2 separate regions of the Ovis aries genome follow, and region 1 is linked to region 2. A link is a contact called in public Hi-C data. All regions are on one chromosome and are shown on one strand. The core of a region is the stretch at or near the end of the contact, and the rest is flanking DNA. Distances in the headings are between cores, read along the strand shown. Region 1 holds the start of ITIH5 (inter-alpha-trypsin inhibitor heavy chain 5). Region 2 overlaps ITIH5 (inter-alpha-trypsin inhibitor heavy chain 5).

Region 1 (3,351 bases), core at 337-2,836, 34 kb before region 2:
CTGATGTTCTGTCTTTTGAGTTAACCATTTCCGTTTTTGGCCACTGAGATAGATGCCAACTTATTACTCAGTGTATTAATTTAGAGGGAATTTTTACAGAGACATAAAAAAATGTCTTAAGGTGAAAAATTCAGGAGATGCATGATGGTAAAAGTTGCATGATAATGTGAACGTACTTAGTGTCACCAAATTGTACAGGTAAATAGGGTTAAAATAGTACTTTTAATTTTATGTGATTTTTATCACGACAAGGAGAAGGCAATGGCAACCCACTCCAGTACTCTTGCCTGGAAAATCCCATAGACGAAGGAGTCTGGTAGGCTGCAGTCCATGGAGTCTGGAAGAGTCAGACATGACTGAGCGACTTCACTTTCACTTTTCACTTTCATGCATTGAGAAGGAAATGGCAACCCACTCCAGTGTTCTTGCCTGGAGAATCCCAGCGATGGGGGAGCCTGGGGGGCTGCCGTCTATGGGGTCGCACAGAGTAGGACACGACTGAAGCAACTTTGCAGCAGCAGTATCACGACAAAAAACATTTTTAAGTGTCTTTGAGGTGATTGCCTTTTGGAAACAAGCAGCTCCAGATCACTGTGCGTCTGCCAGGTACAAAGATGGAGCCCAGACTCTAAAAGGTGGGTGAATGGTTGGCAGATTATTAATAGTTCTTCCTATGACAGGACAGAAATATGACCAATAGTCTGTAACTATAACAGTGACATTCATTTTTATGATTAATAACCAAAAAAATCGGAAGTACTACGGCGTGGTGCCAACTCTAGCTTCCTCTCCGTTCTCTTATGCCAGAGCCATATAAAAGCGGACCACGTTGCTGGTACTTTCCGCGTTAGACCACTTAGCATTCCCTCAACTGGGCTTGTAGGCATCAGTGCTGGATGTCACGGGGAACGCACTATTTCCCCAGAAGAAGGTCTCCTGATGCCTCAGGCGGCAGGTGTGGGAATGGTGGTGGTATATACCGGGTGGGAGGTGGTACGTATTGGAAGTGGGCTGGCGGTATACATGCAGCGCGGGAGCGAGGTCTGTATAGCAGGTGAAGGGGCGGACTGTATATGGAGGGTCAGGTTGGCCCTTACAGTGTCCTCCTGAGACAGGAATGGCGTGAGTTCACGAAGGAGCGGGAGAGGGGCATGCAGGTGGTAGCAGGTGCCCCCGGCGCAGGTTGGAGAAGGCGAGGGAGGGGCGGGGCAGGAGGGGGGTTGCTGAAGGTACTGGCGGGAAGGCGGCGAGCGATGGGGCGCGAACCGTGCGCTCTGGGCTGGGGGCACCCGTTGTGGATGCAGCGGACCGGGGGCGGGCCTCGCGGGAGTGAGGAGTCTGAACCCGCGAGGGGTGAGAAGCCGCGGCGGGGCGCCGCGGGCAGGGCCGGAGGGGCGCAGGGGCCGGAGGGGCGCGGGGGCGGGGCCGGAGGGGCTAAGGGGCGGGGCCGGAAGGAGCGGGGGGCGGGACCCGAGTAGGCTTGGGGGCGGGACCGGAGGGGCTGAGGGGCGGGGCCGGAGGGCTCAGGGGGCGGGGCGGAGCGCGAGGCAGGGCCGCGCGAGTCTGCAGTCCGGACCGCTGCCCTGAGTCCTGCGCTGTATCCGCGCGTCCCGCAGCGTCTTGGTGCAGCCGCCCGGCCTCACCATGCTCCCGCTGCTCGGGCTGTACTTTGCGCTGCCGCTCTGCGCCGGGTTGCTGGAAGAGGCGAGGAGCTGGGGAGACACATCGGATCAAGTAAGTGGAGTTCTAGGGGGCCCCGGGCGAGCCCCGGGCGCCGGCTGCAGTCTCTTACCACCGCCGCCTTCGGGCGCGTGGCTGCGGGACAGGCTACTGGACGCGAGGGCGGGTGGGATCACCCCCATGTCCTGGCACATCGTCCCCCCTTCACTTCTCCGTCCCCAGTGTTCTGCTTGGGAGCTTCCCCATCTGCTGTTCCGTCGAGGAGAGAGTCTGGCTGACAAAGTTTCTTGCAGAATTGTGTCTGCACTTCAAAGTCCTGCGGAACCAAACCTCTTCGGCTCCTGTTACCTGCGCGGTTTCTGCTGGTTTTGTTCATTTCTGAGCCAGAACCCTAAGCTAACTGCAAGGTTCTTTCAGATGCGCCTGTGGGGTAGTCTTGGCAGGTTGCTGTTGGCTTCCAGTTGTTCTAGAGAGAGAGCACGTCTAGGAAATGTTCTAAACTCGTGGAAGCCTCCGCTTTTCTCATCTGAAAACCGGGAGAACAGAGTTTTCATCTCTTATTGCTTTAGCAGCTTAAAGGTGGCCAAATGATGGGCGGAGGAGGAAGAACCAAAGGTCTCAGTTCCCCTGGTTAATACTCTGTGTATCTGTCAGGATTTTTTAAATGGCTTAACCTCACAAGTGAATGAAACCTGCAAATATGAACTCTCAATACAATGTCTTATGGATAGGAAGGCTCTTGAAAGAATATCAAACAGGTTCCCACAGATATCAATGCATAGACCTTATAGGGAGAAAGGGCTCTGTCCTGATTAACGAAGGCGGTGCATTTCTGCATCTCCTGGTGCTCTTTGCACACATGTATTTAAATTGTTTAGCCGAAAACATGCTTTTGCAGGATGAGAGGAAGAGATAAGCAGGTATACCTTCTGACCCCTTTCCCAGAGCCTTGGTTTGAAGGCAGATCTGGAAAACAGAATCTGCCTAAACATCCCATAGTTACTTTCACGTCAACTCTGCCTTAAGGATGTGCTTATCTACCAAATGGAACGATTCTTCTCTTGTAGGACTGCCATGAGGAATAACCCATAAAAATTCCAGGAGGCTGTGTGGTGGAGGAGGAATGTGCAAGCTTGGCATCCAGAGAGCGAGGCTGGTCTCCCCTTTGCTCTTTACTACTGTGTGGCCTGGACGAGCTCCCCTATGCCTCTCTGTGCCTCCCTTTCCTATCCCTCACAGCAGGGCACACACCTACTCTTGAGCATACTTGTAAGGATCCAGCTGCTAGTTTGTGTAAAGGACCTCATATACTGTGGTATATGAAATGGCAGATGTTTTGGTTAAGGATAGGGGTTTGATGCCTGCTACCGGGGCTCAATTCCAGATTCAGGCGCTTTTCAGCTCTGTGATGCTGAGCACAGTCCTGAGTGCTTCAATCTCCAATTTTGTACAAAGTGGGAAAGAACGGAGTAGTGAGGGTTGGGTAGGTAATACATCTAAAAGTGCTGGGGATGGTCAGCACTTGATGTTGGCGCCACTGAAGTGCTGAAGGAAGGAATTTAGGGTAAAGATCCAAAAACTTTTTAGAGGGCGGAGGGAGAAGATGTGGGAAGCACTGAAACAAAGATTCTGTTTATGAGCTAAGAGGCGGGATTAAAGCTCTGACATCTG
Region 2 (3,418 bases), core at 420-2,919:
TGTGTTCTGAAAGCACCCGGGCAGAGACGCAGCTAGAATAGAACTGAGACCAGGACGTGGGCTGCAAGCGACTGGAGCCAGCACAGGCCTCTGAGGTCAGACTTCTGGATGCTCTCTGAGCAAACCTCTATCCACTGGACCTGCTGATATCGTTAGGGAAGCAGTTCTAGATAAGAATGACCGTGTGCTAGCTACTAGACTCAGCTTGTGCACACCAGACTTCTAGGACAGCCCTCCCTGGGAGCTTTTGTAAAATACTTAGGGTGTGAATTCAGATTCCATGTCTCCCCCTAGGTCCATAAAAAGAAGAAAAAGCCTAAAAGCTGTGGAACCTACTTTTGCCTCAGTTTCCCTGTCTGATGTGTTGGGCCCATGGCTATTGAACCATAAATGAATGAACTTTGTCTCAGTGTGAAAGCCAATGCTGTGAGATGTAATTTGCAAGTCTACTTTCTGGATTCTACTTTCTGGATTATTAAAGCAGTTAACTTGTGTGTGTGGTTCAAACTCTAACAGGTTACAAATTGGTGTTCCGTGCAAGACCACACTCTCTCTGTCTCCCGTCACCCTGCTTCCTGCTCTCTCAGTAACTTGATGATTTGGAGGCTCAATGGAACAGGAGTATTTCAAATTAATTCTTTTCTGGAACATCCCTGGATGTCTGACGATCTTAAGTTATAACCTGGATAAATATTCCACCTATGTGATTGGTTTAAAGCTGTTTACTTCACTCTCTAGGTTAAAATCTCAAACTTCTTGTGGTCCTATGGCACCTGAATCACTGCCCTTTCCATGATTAAAAAAAAAAAAAAAAACACCAAAAAAACAAAGCAAAACAAAAAACTAGTTGGAGCCATAAAATTTTCTTTTATGATCAGATCCCTGATGGCTCAGAGTAAAATAAAATGAGATAAACAATATTAGAAATAAGGTACCTTGCCTTTTTCACCTCCTTTAGCTTTATATCAGTGATGCTCAAATCTGGCTATACCCTAGAGTCTCCTGGAGAGGTTAAAAAAAAAAAAAAAAAAAACAGATGACTGAATCCTCACTCAAACACTTGAATTAGAATTTACCCGGGTTGAGGCCTTGATAACTGTATTTTGAGGTGTGATATTCTGAGTCTATTCTACGAGAAACTGAAAATTTTATGAATGCTTTTAAGTTATTTATTTGTAATGCTCGAGAATAATGCTCAGAATTTTTCCTACCACTAAACAGATGTGGCTCTGTGACTTGCATAGTCTATCCTTTATATTCTTTGCCTATTTCTTTTTAAAATTTTTGCTTATTTACTTTTGGCTTTGCTAAACCTTCATGGCTGTGTTTGGCTTTCTCTGGTTGTGGTGAATGGGGTCTAGTGGTGGTGTCCGGGTTTCTCGTTGCTGTGGCTTCTCTTGTTGTGGAGCATGGGCTTTAGGCATGCGGTTTGCAATAGCTGCGGCTCACCAGCTTAGTCGTTCCGGGGCATGTGGGATCTTCCCAGACCAGAGATTGCACCCTTGTTCCCTGCATTGGCAGGCAAATTCTTAACCACTGGACCACCAGGGAAGTCCTGTTCTTTGCTCTTTTAAAAAAGCAGTTTTATTGAGGCTGAGCATAAGATTGACTCATTTTAAGTCTTGTAACTCAGTGGTTTTTGTACACTTGCAAAGTTGCGCAACCATCAGCCCAATCCAAGTTTAGAACATTCCTATCACCCCGAAAAGATGTTTGTGCCTCTTTGCAGTCACTCCCTGTTCCAACCTCAGCCCCAGGCAACCACTAATCCACTTTCTGTCTCTCTTCAGACAGCTGCATTTTTCAAAGCACCCCAGGTGGTTTTGACAGTTGGTAAATGTTAGGAGCCTTACTTTGGGCCTCCCAGCAGAATGTATGGACATGAACTCTGTTAGGATCCTGACCTATAGAAGCAGCTTTTTTAGATGAATTACTGTTATTCATTAATTTTTAACCATTTAAAAAAGTTGGAGTATGGTTAATTTACCACGTTGTGTCACTCCGGTGCACAATGAAGTGACTCAGTTACACGCACACGTGTATCTATTTTTTCAGACCCTTTTCCCTTATGTACTGTGTGAGCTTAGCCGCTCAGTCGTGTCTGACTCTTTGCGACCCCACGGACTTTAGCCAGCCAGGCTCCTCTGTCCATTGAATTCTCCAGGAAATAACACTGGAATGGGTTGCCATTCCCTTCTCCAGGAGATCTTCCTGGCCCAGGGATCAAACTGGGGTCTCCTGTATTGCTGGCAAGTTTTTTACTGTCTGAGCCACCAGGGAAGCCCGTATATAGTAGTATATGTTAATCCCAGACTTCTAATTTATTTCTTCCTTTATGTCTTCTTACCCCACCTTTCCCCCTTTGGTAACCCTGAATTTGTTTTCCATGTCTGTGGGTATATTTCTGGTTTGTATGTAAGTTCACTTGTATCTTTTCTGGGGAAAAAAAAATGATGCTTTAGGTTTTTAGAACCCATACCCAAGCCCCCCCACCCCCACTCCCAGCCCCCACCGAGTGCTCTGCAAGCAGTGTGTGCTCTTTATCCTTTACCTGCCCAGGAACTCAGCCTACAGCTTGCTTTTTAATTGTATCACTCCTAGGTCAGCTTCCCATAAAATAATTCTAAGAACCAAGAAAGCGTCATTAGAAAGAAAAGAACCACTCAAAATACAGTTTCATTACCTTTGATGTTGGAAGATGAGATTGTTGACTCTGGCGGGGTCTTTGAGGATAAATTAATGACCAGTCTTGAGTCCTGCAAGCTCAAGTCACCTTTGACTGTCGGCTAGACTTGTATGTGTCTACAGTGTCTTGTGTATCCGTAGACACCAGTGAGGAGTTGGTTGAATCTGTTTAAAAATCAAATTTTTCTTTCCCTTTGTTTGGTCTGTTAACCTCCTGACCCTGCCGTTTGCTGTGATGGCTCTCAGGATTGAAATGGAGGCACCTAGCATGGTGCCTGCCATAGAATGGGTGCTCAGTAAGTATTTGTTAAAAGAATTTAAGAATAAATAACTGTTAGCCATGAAGATGCCACTGAGTTTTCAACACCTTCCTGGTTTGTTGTTGCTCAGTTGCTAAGTTGTGTCCGACTCTTTGCAACCCCCTGGACTGACTGTATGTAGCATGCCAAGCTTCTCTGTCCTTCACCACCTCTTGGAGATTGCTCAAACTCATGTTCCTTGAGTCAGTGATGCCATCCAACCACCTCATCCTCTGTTGCCCCCTTCCTGGTTTAAGTTGGTTAAGTTCTCCAGATCTTGGGTGTGGCTCTTATTCTGTTGTGAAGGAGGGATTCGGAGGCAGAGTTTGGTTCCAGAAGACTCGTTACAAGAATGTAGATCCCTCCCTTTTCCAGAATTGTCAGATGAAAGAGGGGATGCTGGGTTTAAATTTGAAACTCTAGGTAAACAATGT

Evidence for each region. Hi-C and Micro-C count contacts between places; a contact is called where the count stands out from the background.
Region 1: a contact with region 2 is called in a Hi-C map of tail adipose tissue, with 2.2 times the contacts expected there. The contact joins the promoter of ITIH5 here to the enhancer-like site in region 2. A contact is called at or near these places in 3 of 16 Hi-C or Micro-C datasets (hypothalamus, mesenteric adipose tissue and tail adipose tissue).

The regions. Positions count from the first base shown.
Region 1 is chr13:12,117,778-12,121,128 of ARS-UI_Ramb_v3.0, reverse strand. ITIH5 (inter-alpha-trypsin inhibitor heavy chain 5) reads left to right here and starts at 1,586. Exons shown (of 14, transcript XM_004014177.6): 1 at 1,586-1,734. The coding sequence starts at 1,645.
Region 2 is chr13:12,083,307-12,086,724 of ARS-UI_Ramb_v3.0, reverse strand. The region is part of intron 5 of ITIH5 (inter-alpha-trypsin inhibitor heavy chain 5); the gene reads left to right. Among named protein-coding and RNA genes, the nearest start is that of ITIH5, 35 kb to the left of the region's middle. Within about 2 kb of position 1,669, at least 7 of the 54 cell types and tissues checked have an H3K27ac peak or open chromatin away from gene starts, as enhancers often do. A contact at or near this core is called in tail adipose tissue, where this site is marked.